2 separate regions of the Sus scrofa genome follow, and region 1 is linked to region 2. A link is a contact called in public Hi-C data. All regions are on one chromosome and are shown on one strand. The core of a region is the stretch at or near the end of the contact, and the rest is flanking DNA. Distances in the headings are between cores, read along the strand shown. Region 1 holds the start of CCDC71L (coiled-coil domain-containing protein 71L). Region 2 has its middle 180 kb from the start of NAMPT.

Region 1 (6,009 bases), core at 1,275-3,774, 210 kb after region 2:
ATTTGAAAAATAGTGGTACAAAACACTACTTGACCCTTTAGATATTGCAGTAAAATCTGGCTGTGGCACCACTGGCTAAAAACCATTAAGTCTTGCTGCCACCAATGACCAAAGGCACTTGGATAATCAAGAATTCCACACTGGGCCATATGGTATAAATGCTATTATAAAAGTGTAAAAGAAGGGTCAGTACTGTGTGACTCGCCTGATCAACGATTCCTGTGGTCTTCAGCTGTCAACAAAGACCGGTAACTACAAACATAATTACAAATGGAATTAAGATTTTTTAAAAAGTTAACTCATGGAGCAAAAGTCAACTAATTGTCATAATGTTTATAAGAATAATGGATATTATTCTGGGCATTTCTTGCTATCCAACAACAGAAAGTAAAGAAAGAGATCTATTTTGCCCAAAGTAACTTCAACCAGTTATTTGATACCAAGAAATGCCCCCACCCCTCTAGATGACTAATAGTTCTGAGAATTCTAATGGGTATTCTGTTTATCATTTTAATCACAAAGTTTGAACACATTTATTTCTTCTCTGCTATTTGCAATTTAAAATAGGTTATCCTTCAACTATTCCTGGATTTGTATGTTAGACCAGTACAATGAAGCCAAATCATTTCCAATAGGATTCCATCCATCTCTTTAACCAACACCAGTTCTTTATAACTAATTTTTCTTTATCACAAGCCATGTGGTTTCAATGCACTTTAATTTTTATTTAATTAAAAAGAATCTTAACAAGTCAGCTTTTCCTAAACAGAACTTCATATGAGTTTATACCATTTTATTTAGGAGCTCAGTAAATATAAACATTAAATTTCAATATAAAATCTTTAGGAACACCTCAAAAATGTTCAAACAGTTGTACTTTGCATCTCTTTGTTTGTAATCACTGAGCCCATGGAATTCAAAGCATACAAATCCTTGCACTATTACAGTCATAAGCTTGAATCTCTTAGAAAAATATCCTTGGTCAGAGCTTTGGAATCCGGTTAAAATTAGGAAACGAATGGGATTCAGAATACCCTGAGTACAAAACAGGTTCAATCTTTCGTCCAGAAAGAGGGGTGGCAGTTGCAAAGAAAAATGGGGTGGGGGGAGGATTTGGGGGGAAAGCAAGTAGATTCTGGCTTTATTACACAAACACGAAACCAAATTCCTTTGGAAAAATAACGACTTCTTCAGAGAACTTCCAGACCAGTGAGGTAGAGTCCAAAGGGAGAAAACGGATCTGCCCCTCCAGTCCTGGAGATGTCTCAGTCCGGGGTAAGGAAGCATAGGGCCCTCCCCTGCGGGTCCGGCTGTCTCCTCCTCCGCAGCCCGGGCGCCAGGAGGCAGCGGAGGGCACACCTGTCCCTGAGCCCCAGACGGCGGCGCCGCGAGGCCGGGAAAAGCATCCGGTGACTTCTTTGCCCGTAAAGTGCACGAGGGGACGGGGTCCTGGCCGGATCTGTAAACACTCGACTGACACTTGTCCATCCCTCCAGGCGGAAGCCCCGTCCCTGGCCGGGAAGCCGTCGCGGGCTGCGTTTCACGCCCGGGGCACGGGGAAGCGGCGGAGCCTCACCACGGGTTCCAGGTTCACTCGCAGGACTTGGCTTGCCCGGCGCCGCGCCGCCGCCAGGCTGCGCTCGCCCCACACGTCGCCGCCGACGCGAATGGTGGGAAAGGTGGTCAGCGTCGGGGTGGCCGCCCTCCAGATCTCCTCCAGGGTGCGGCCCCCGAAGCAGGGCCCGGGCGCCGCGGGCTTGGCAGGGCAGCTCTCCTCGGGGGCCGGCAGCGGCGACAGCGGCGGCGGTGGCGGGGGCTTCCTCCGGCGGGCGGCGGGCGCCCGGGCTCCGCGGCGCCTCCTCCTGGCCGCCGCACTCGGTGCTGGCCTGCGTGTCCGGCCGCGGGCAGCGGGGGGTCCCGGGGGGTCGGGGACCAGGGCCCGGCAGGAGGAGTAGCCGTAGACGTCCTTGCTGCGCAGGATATGCGGGGAGAACTGGTGCTTAAGGCTGCAGAGGAAGCTCCAGAGCTCCGCGTCCGAGCTCATGAACTCCGTGCTGCGGGGCATGAACAGCTTGAAGGCGTCGCCCAGCGCCTTGGTGCTGTCGGCCAGCGACAGTTGAGACCGCGAGTATACCACCTTCTCCTCCCGCGCCTCCAGCTCGGGCCCTGCTCCCGCCCTAAAGCCGCCGCCCCGGGCGGCCGCGGCCGGGGCTGCCGGGGGCCGGCGCCGCCGCCTCTTCACGCTGCGCCGCATCGGAGGCCGCTCGCGGCCGCCCGCGTTCGCCGGGTCGCGCCGCCGCCGTCGTCCCCGCCCGCGTTCGGCTCTGCGGCGGCGGCCGCCGCTGGCGCCTCCCCGGCCGGCGCGTCTCTCGTTACTTTTCTCGCCGCCTCCGCCCCTCCCCCTCCGAGGGCGGAGGACGCGGGTGAAGATCCTGCCGCCCGGTACAAGATGGCGGCCGGCGCCCACCCCTGGGCTTTGTCATTGGACGGCGCCTCGCCCCCCTGGTTTCTCTTTCTTCTCCTCTCTTGCCTCCTTTCGCCCTCTGCCTTTCTTTAAATGTGCCCGCCTCAGGCTCCTCCCACTGCAGCCCCGACTCCACCCATTGGGTGCTCTCAGAAGAGGGGCGGGGACTAATGGGGGAGAGGCCAGTTCCTGGAAGATGGTGCTGGAGTGGGTGATGGTGGTGGCCCTTGAACGCGAGTCAACAGTTGGGTGGTTATATGAGGTGGGGGCCCTTGACTAGAGTGAAGGGTGGACATCAGCTCCACCTTGGGGAGAGTCACTCTCAGAGTGAGTGGGTGTGCATTTGTGGATTGAGCTGGGGGGGTCTACCAGTCGGAAATAACAAAGGGAGACCTACCCAAAAGCTGTGGTTTTTATCAGAGAAAGGGAATTTGGGTCTAGGTGTAGAGGGAATGGGCCTTTCACAGTTCCATTCTAAACCTTCATTTGGCTCTTTTGCATGTTCATCAACTCTTCCCACTTTGGACCCAAGCAACACTAGCAATCCAGAATCAAGTAGGCAATATGGACAGTGTAAGTGGCATTGTCTCCCTCTAGACAATGGAACCATCTTCACATTTAAGAGATACTCCACTTAATAGGAAAACAAAGCCTCTTATAGCCATAGAACTAAACACTCTGCTCAAGTTGATCAAAGATCATTTACAACAAAGCCATTCTCCTTACAGAAAATACCATTTTTAAATACAGTTTTTTTCTAAATGAGTACACTTCACTTTTCATTTAGTTTTAATATGTCCCTCTGCAGCACCATCTCTATCATTGAGAAGGAATGCAGCATCACAATCAAAAAGGTTCTGTTGAAGGGAACATTAAGAAGCCATTAACTTTTGTATTTGAGAGGAGGGGATTACGAATGTTTGTAGAGTAGTGGGCAGTTTTTAGTCCTCTTTTCTATCCTCAATATTTAGTTCAGTGTCTGTCAGATAGTGGGCAGTCCACCTTGAGTTTATCAATGAAATACCACTGATAGTTTAAAATGATATGAGAAAGAAGGATATATTGAAATCACTAAGAACAAGGATAATTTTATAGTTTCTATTTTACACTGCAATTTTCTCCTAACTCCATTAAATTTTTAAGGTTAAAAAAAAATCTCCTAATGCTTAGAACTCTGAGGTAGGCATGCAAATTTTACCCTTCAGTGAGCATCATATTTTGCAGTGGAGAACTGATAACAGCAGAGCTTTGTGACTTGCACACAGCTGCTAATGGTTCCCTTGAATTTGAGCTGAAAGATACCTAGTTCAATCTCCTTATTTCACAGATGAGGAAATTTGGTCACACAGAGGTTCAGTAATACCAGTTCTTGATCAGGACTAAGTCTTTGGATTCCTAATCTAGTGATCTTTATATGTCACTGGAGGTTTTTCAAATTGTGCTGCTCAAACAGGTTCAATAGAAAATGCTTTATGCAAGAGTGGGGTGATCAAGGGACAGAGCTGTACCCCTCTATCTGCTTCCACTCCTCCCCAAATTGAACAGTTTTTTAATCTGTCCTATATTGGATTTACAGATGATGTTTTCTTTGAACCAGACTTTGTTTTCATTTCAAAAATTAAAAACATATATATTTTAAAAGTTGCTTCTCTACACCAGAGCACTCTCTCCACACAGTGGGTCTACAGCAAAAACAAAACTTCCTCCCAAGAGACCAGTTCTCAACCTACCAAAATCATGGTAATTCTCTGAAGAGAAAATCATTTTCCTAGGAAAGCATACCCTTATCTCAGAACAAGATTATGGAGCCAATTACCAGCTTCCTAAATCCTTATAAAGAAGTGATATTACAACAACTCTTTATGTCACAATTCGTTCTCTTGGTAATTCTGGGAACACATACTAACATGAAATTTGTATAACTTCCATTGGAATGCCCCTGCAAGATAGACGTAGAAAATCTCACAGAGTAAGCCAGCAGAATGGTAAGGGGACTTTGTAATAAAAGGGTAAAGTAAGGTTCTCATATTATTATTTCCTCCCTTCCATGTTAATCATATTATAAGTACTTAGAGTACATAAATATGGAAACACTTGGGGTCTTTCATCACATCAGTATATACCAGACATCTACACAGACAGAATTGATTTCAATTAAAAGGATAAATCTTTTTATAAGACTTTTTATGCTAAGAAGACATAAGATTTCAACAAATTGCAGAGTATTTGGCAATTCATTTTTATAATACATGCTCATTTAATTTACTTAAAACCAAACAATATCTTTATGGGATATTATTAGATATTAATATCACACCAAAGTGCTTAAATTATTATATAATTTAATATCTGGCATTGTTTGATTTCTCTATTCTTCTGCTTCTTATTTTTACATTTCTTCTTCATCGCTACCTTTTGATTAACTTACACAGTCTTACAAATGATTCTTATCCATTCTCTGTGAGTAAAATTTATACATGAAGATAATATATTTCTTCTAGTTTCTGGGACTCTCCTAAGACACTAGAAGGTTTATGGAAAGCCAGTAAGTTAAAATTTTGTTCTTGAGGAAACATTGTTTAAAATGCTGAATTTATTCCTTTACCTATCAAGGAGAATGGGGCTATCTCTATCTGATAAATAGTGGTGGACAATAAGACTAAACAGCAACAACAAAAAAAACTAGCTATATATATATATTCTGAATTTATAATTTATGTAGTTTAAAAATGAAACAAAGTAGAATAAAGTGATAGGCAAAATTAAAAATAATACATAACTCTTAGCTATCCAGCACTTGTACTTTAAGATCCCACTTCTATAAAATAATTGACTTCTTGAAAAGTGGCCACGAAAATAAAAAAGTATATGTAAGTGGTTGGGAACAACCACCCTGGAATCAAATAGACTTGAGATCAAAGAAATCTTTGTAACAAAATATCCTTAGATAATTTTCAATCCCTCTGAGCCTATTTCCTCATCTATAAAATGGCCATAATCTCTAATAGATTGTTTTGAGAATTGGATAAGTTGACAATAGTAAAAGCTTTACTGTAGTGCCTCTATCACAGTAGACATCCAATAAATAACATGAACCTTTGCTCGTCTTACTTATGAGTATTCAACACATTTCAACTCCTATATTACAGTGAGAATCTATAGATTTTAAGTACCAGATTGGTGAAAAATCAAATGAGATTTTACAATGAGAAGGAAACTTAAGAGATCTAATGAGTCTTAATTCAGATGAGAATATTGAGATGCCAGGAGATCTTCCCAAATTCACACAGCTGAATTGTGGGAGCCTCTCAACTAGAATCTAGGTCTCAGTTAATCCAGAGTTTCTAGCATTCTTGTACTTCATCCACGGAGACAGCATAAATTTTTAGTTCAAATGAAATTACATAGAACATGACTCATCAAATTCACTATTTTTATTAGAATGGTTATAAAGTAATTTAGATTTTTTTATAAAAGTTATCTCAAAGCTCTGATAAGCTCTAAAACTGCTTAATGTAAATTACACAAAAACCATGTAAACTGAA
Region 2 (6,646 bases), core at 3,565-6,064:
GCATTAAAAGGCTCCTATCCCACAATCAAGTGGGAATTATCTCAGGGGATGCAAGGAATTTTCCAATATCTACAATCAATGTGATATAGCACATTACAAATTAAATAAAAACCATAGGATCATCTCAGCAGACATAAAAAAGGCTTTCTATAAAAATTCAACATCCATTTATGATAAAAACTTTCCAGAAAGTGTGCATAGAAGGAACATATCTAGACATAATAAAGGCCATATATGACAAACCCACTGCTAACATCATACTCAAAGGTGAAAAGTTGAAACCATCCTAAGATCAGGAATAAGACAATGCCTACTCTCTCTATTTTTATTCAACATAGTTTTGGAAGTCCTAGTCAGAGCAGTCAAAGAAGAAAAAAGAAATGAAAGGTATCCAAACTGGAAAGGAAGAAGTAAAGCTGTCACTGTTTGCAGATGACATGATACTGTACATAGAAAATCCTAAAGATGCTAACAGAAAACTGCTAGAGATCATCAATGAATTCAGTAAAGTTGCAGGATACAAAATTAATATACAGAAGTCTGTTGCATTTCTATATACTAACAATGAAATACCAGAAAGAGAAATTAAGGAAACAATCCCATCTCCCATTGCACCAGAAAGAATAATACACTTAGGAATAAACCTACCTAAGGAGGCAAAAGACTTATACTCCGAAAACTATAAGACACTGATGAAAGAAATTGAAGAGCACACCAACAGATGGAAAGATAACCCATGCTTTTGAATTGGAAGAATTAATATTGTTCAAATGACTATACTACACAAGGCAATCTACAGATTCAATTCAAACCCTATCAAATGACCAATGTCATTTTTCTCAGAACTGGAACAAAAAGTTTTAAAATTTGTATGGAAACACAAAAGACCCTGAATAGCCAAAACAATTTTGAGGGAGATTTTGTCTCATGCTTTTATAGTTCTTCCCTTTCTAGTTATCTCTATCCATTTCTGGCTGGTTTGCTACTCACTCTAACCAGACCACATCTGAGCCTAGCATAGCCATGGATTTTTTGTTTGTTTCCTACCAAGTTTGCTACTTACACTGACAATAAATCTGGGCATGAATTTTGCACTCTGTTTCCAAGCAAGTCATTCCCCTCTAGCTGTATAGCTATTGATTTTCAGAGCTGGCTATACTCCAAAAAAGCTTCATTTCTTACCAGATGAGCTGGAGGAGATATGAAGCTGCCCCAGGCAAGAAGGTTGCAAATTCCCACTGTTCTTGTTCAAAGTGCTAGCAGATTTTCATGAATACATGCTTGGTAATTTGTTGTTTGCTTTGGTTAACTTCCAGAGTCCTTAAGTGATTATTCTTTGACAAAATTTTCTAGTTTTTTGTTTGTTTGTTTTGTTTGTTGCTTTTTAGGGCCACACCCATGGAATATGGATGTTCCCAGGCAAGGGCTCAAATCAGAGCTGTAGCTACCAGCCTACACCACAGCCACAGCAATGCCAAATCTGAGCCATGTCTGTGACCTACACCACAACTCACGGCAACGTTGGATCTTTAACCCACCAAGCGAAGCCAGGGATCGAACCCATGTCCTCATGGATACTAGTTGGGTTTAAAAGCCACTGAGACACCACTGAAACTTCCTTTTCCAGTTTTATACTTGTTTTTGGAGATAAAATTTTAATCTGTTCATTAAAGCTGGAAGTTCTGCTTTCAAATATATTTTTAATCACAATTTTGCTTAAATCAATATTCACTATAAACTGTAAATATGTAAATAATTTTTATAGCTGAAGTAGACAGTAAACTATGCTTATTTTACTATTTAGTTTTTCTTTGAGTTAAGAAAGGTCTCTTTTTTTCACTTGCTTAGATTAAATTTTCCCAGGCCATCACCTCAGTAAAGTTTTACTATGACGAAACATATCAGATAAACTATCATTTTTTTTCGTCTGGAGATGTTCCTTTTAGGAGTCCTTCGGGGAGTGGGGAAGGAGTGGCATGGACTGGAAGTTTGGGGTTGGTAGATGCAAACTATTACATTTAGACTAGATCAGCAATGAGGTCCTGCTGGATAGCACAGGGAACTATATCAAGCTTCTTAGGACCAGATTATGATGGAAGATAATATGAGGAAAAGAATGTATAGATATGTAGGCCTGGGTCATACAATTGCTGTAGAGCAGAAATTGGCACAACATTGTAAATCAACTATACTTTAATGAAAAACATTTAAAAAAAAAAGAGTCCATTTTTCCATGCCAATCTTGATTATTTTTTTTCTTTGGGTCTGTTGTATAGCTATTATTCTGAATTTTTTTCTCTCTTTTGTGTTGGGCACATTGCTTCCTGGGTTAAATGTCTTTGTCTTAAAGGTCATGTAAAATAGTGACCTAAAACACTGGCTCTGGAGTTCAAACTGCCTGAGTTCAGATTCTGGTTCTATACTATTACTGGTGCCATACTGGAGACATTGCCTAGCTATGCCTCAATTTTCCCATCTATAAAATAGTTATGAAAAAAATAGTACTTACCTCTTTCAGCTGCCCTGAAGATCAAATGAGCAAGTCTACAAATACTAGCTACTATCATTTGGGTGGGGTAGCTTTTGCTGGAGCATATGGAGCTTTTTGAGAAAAATGTAGCATTATAATTTTGGGGCCACTCCCATGGCATGCAGAAGTTCCCAGGCCAGAGATCAAACCCCGCCACAGCAACCACCCAAGCCACTGCAGTGACAATGCCAGATCCTTAACCACCTGCACCATAAGGGAAATCCCTAGAATTATAATTTTTGAGATATCACATTGATAATAATTCTACTAACACTTGGTTATCTAATTAGGTATAGGATTTTAGGTTGTAAAGTATTTGTCCTCAAAATTTTAAAGGCATGGTGCTATTGTTTTGTAGCTCCCAATTGCTGTTGGTATGACATTCTGATTATCATCCTTTTTGAAATTTTTTGGAATGTTTTATTCCTGGTGTTTTGAAATTTCATTCTGATGTGACTTAGGGTATTTCTTTTTTATTCACTGTGCTGGCTACTCCATTGACCCATTACACTAAACATTTTTCTAGAGTTATTTATCTGATAATTTCTTCTTTTCTTTTTGTTCAGGCTGCCCAAAACTCATATTAATTAAACATTGGATCTCAGAGATTGATTTTTTTATTCCCATTATATTTTATTTCTATTTTCTCTACTTAAATTTTTCCTTCATTCTGGAAGTATTCACTTCTAATCTTTCTATGAATTAAAAAAATTCTGCTGTCATTCATATTTTTCATTTATAAGAGCTCTTTTAAAGTTTCTTGTTTTTTATTTTATATGATTTTATTTTGTTTCATGGACGCAGTATCTCTTACCTTTCTGAAGTAAATGATATATTTTTTACCTCCTGTTCTATAAATTACCTGAGTTTTTTCTGAGTTCCTTTTTTTTTTTCCTGTTGGCTTTCTAAATATAAAGCAGCCTATCAAATTGAAGACTTCCTTGGATATTTAGTGATTTGGGGGCTCTCCTTTGTCATTTAAGAGTGAGGCACAAAAATTTCAGAGAGGACAAGACTCACTGACTACATAACAAGAAAACTTTTCTATTATGTGATCCCAAAATATCAATATAAATCTTTTCTTTAAGACTAGTCAGTGTTACAATAGTTGGCTTAGCTAGAGTAGGCTAGATTAGCCACAGTAATAAGTAAAAATTAAAAAAAACAAAATCTGGATGGCCTAACACAACAAATATTCACCATCCCCAGTGGTAATTGGTAGTGAGCTTGGCTCCAAGTATAGAGTTACTCAAAATTATCTAATGATACCATTGTTTCATGATGAAACTTCATGTGTTTGTTACAGCAGGGGAAAAGAAAGCATGGAAAAGTATGCATTGGCTCTTGAATAATTCCACCCACAAATAATACACGTGACTTCCTGTCACATGTGCTTGACTAAAGGAAATCGCATGTCCACTAAGGTCAAAGAGTAGAAAAGCATCGTCTTCCCAAGTGCCCAGAAGAAGAGAAGCACTAGCAAGACTGGAGAGTAGCACTAATGGTTACCTCACTGACTGGGTCGTTCTTTAAAAAAATTGTTCTCTCAGTTTCTCCTCTCCTCCTTACATTTTTCAGGCACAAAATATCCACTTGCCTGAGTATTGGAAGGTTGTTTCCTTTATTGTTTTCCTCTGATGAATAAAATTCGTTGACTAAACCCTGCAGAACTCAAGAAAAACTAGATGTAAACAAATGAAGGGTTCCTCTGTATACTGAACTCCCCACAGAAGTTAGAAAGCAACAGAAAGCCTTCAATTTTTCTTTCTCTATCATCCCATGTCTTCCTAAAGTCACTTGTGATCAGTTAAGAGATGAAATTGGGGGGAATAAAGGTAGCAGCAAACAGAGATGTAGTTTGGAGCTGGCTGCGGCCAGCTTCCAAGTGATGAGTTTTGCAATTTCTCCTTAACATTGTGCAGCTACACATGAAGGGAGTCAAGCATGCAAAGGGTGCTCTCCTAACACAAAAGTCATTTGGGACCCAGAGCCATGAATGTCAACATACTACCTCTGCAGTTTCCCAGGCAGTGATGGCAGAATTCAGGTTTCCTGGGCAGAAACAATTTAGATTCTTCAGTAAGAAAGGAGTTCAAATTTCGAAGGCAACACCTTCTCAAAGCTTGCATCACCCTGGACAGTGAACAGGTCCCAAGCATTATAAAAGTGACTGCAAACCAGATAAAATTGTCTCTGAAAGTTCACAAGAAGCCTTTAAAGCCAATCTGTTTCTCTGCCTCTGGTTCCAAAGAAACTAATTGTTCAGGATGCACATAAATGGCATCTGACTCATTGTTTCCTTCCCTACTTCTAACGGATGTTGAATTAATAACCAGCCACAGATATTCACTAAAGCTAAAATTAGCATCCTTGTCATAAAACGTTGACTTGTTCCAAGATTTGGAACCAGACTGGCCAGCAAACAAATGAATGCCTTAGCCTCTGTCAGCCTAAATCCGCTCTCTGAGCCCTCTGAGAAGAAGGCGCCCAGACTCATCCCCTACTCAGAGTGGAGGGTCATTGAGAAAGCTCCTGGGCCTCTATCTACGACCTTGTAGCATGCAGCTTCCCCCTCAGCTCCAAACAACCCAGGTGCACTGCTCTGTGAATTTTCCACTGGGCAAAAGTCTTTAACCACCTCTGGAATGCAGCCATTGCTATCTTTAAGGCCCCATTTGGCATGGCAGCTGATTTGCTAACTGAGATTCCCACCTTGATCACTCATTGGAGGTGGACCACCTTGGTGAAGGGCATGACCTTGGAGGAGGTGGCTCTTTGCAGATGGGACAATCTCTAAAGAAGCGGAAAACGGAAGGCTGCTGGCTTGCAGCACTCCCAGGAGTTGGAACTAAGAATTTTCATCGAAGGGGAACTGGATAACATAGCCCAGTGCCTAACATTGCTATTTCAAGTCCCTCCTCTGTGCAGACCCTCCAATCAGACTTCGTGCTTCTTCAAATTTCTGCCTCAGATTTCCTTGGGGGAATGTTTACAGACCAATGTCACTTGTCCCCAAACTACTTGATCTCCCTCATTATTTCCCACTTCATCTCTAATTTGTCATAGAGTCTCATCTATATCTGTCTCTGTGAGTAAGCTTAGTTCTATATTTATGCTTATGTTCACGTAGTAACTTTCCTTCACTGTTTTAAATAGCCAGCTCTTGTCTATAAAAACAAAGAATGAGGCTCCAAATAATGAAATATTTGCTGAACATATCTAACTTTTCATCTTTTGGACAGGCTTTCACAATGTAACTTGGGTGAAGAGGGTAAAAGTTAATTGACTTTCAACTCTAGGTTGCAAACTATTATTTGCTCCCACACAGTTAGGTTCTTCTGTGTTTCTCAGGAACCAAAATCAAGCTAATTGACTGCAAAATGTGTATTCCTGTGTATTTCTTTCAGTCCCATGAGAAATCTATTGGTTTTTCTAAATAAGAAGAGGGACTCATTTTCCCAAAATGGCAAGGGAAACTAGGCCAGCTAGAGTTAGAAGTTTTCTTTACATCTTCTTCTCTGGCCAAATAAGCTGAGAAGATGAGTTGATAAACTCTTTCCCAACCAGCTACAGGGTAGCCTCAGCAATATTCATCTTCACTGGGCCAAACAGCTTCTGAGTCTGTTTGTACCTAATGGCACCCAAGTACATTCTTAAAGTTCAATGACTAATCATCTCTGTGCTCTCTGGCTATATCCCTTGGTGCTCCATGTACAATAGGACAAATTAAGTAATACATTTTCTGGTGTGGACTCCATTCAATTGAATTCCTCCCCATATTTAGCTATTGTCCAGTACCAGTGGTCTGTGTGAGAACTGGGAATTCTTTCCCAGCATGGTCTCTTTTCTAAGCATAATTACATCCTAGGCTTAAAGGCTTAAGCCACCTCTTAGCAAGGCACCAGAAAAGACCCTACCCTTGATTTTTGCATATCTGGACAAGATCTTGTACCACCTCTAATTCTGGGTTAAATCTCCCTACTATTTCTAAACAAGGCTTCCAATAGAACAGAAATTGCACAAAGAGACTCCAGAACAAAGTGAGATCCACAGTGACTCTCAAGCAATACATGGGGGGAAGTGAGGTGGGCAGAGGGGAGAAGCAGAGAGACCTGA

The links. Hi-C and Micro-C count contacts between places; a contact is called where the count stands out from the background.
Region 1: a Hi-C map of embryonic fibroblasts shows a contact between it and region 2, with 3 times the contacts expected there. The contact joins the promoter of CCDC71L here to the enhancer-like site in region 2. A contact is called at or near these places in 10 of 47 Hi-C or Micro-C datasets (alveolar macrophages, embryonic fibroblasts, fibroblasts and 6 more) and 2 of 2 datasets of contacts at active chromatin or transcription factors (alveolar macrophages and skeletal muscle).

What each region holds. Positions count from the first base shown.
Region 1 is chr9:106,542,800-106,548,808 of Sscrofa11.1, forward strand. It overlaps CCDC71L (coiled-coil domain-containing protein 71L), which reads right to left and starts at 2,525. Exons shown (of 1, transcript XM_021063516.1): 1 at 1-2,525. The coding sequence starts at 2,254. The coding sequence ends at 1,541. The region is part of intron 2 of LOC102163285 (a long non-coding RNA gene); the gene reads right to left.
Region 2 is chr9:106,334,472-106,341,117 of Sscrofa11.1, forward strand. No RefSeq gene overlaps it. Among named protein-coding and RNA genes, the nearest start is that of NAMPT, 180 kb to the left of the region's middle. Within about 2 kb of position 4,815, at least 6 of the 83 cell types and tissues checked have an H3K27ac peak or open chromatin away from gene starts, as enhancers often do.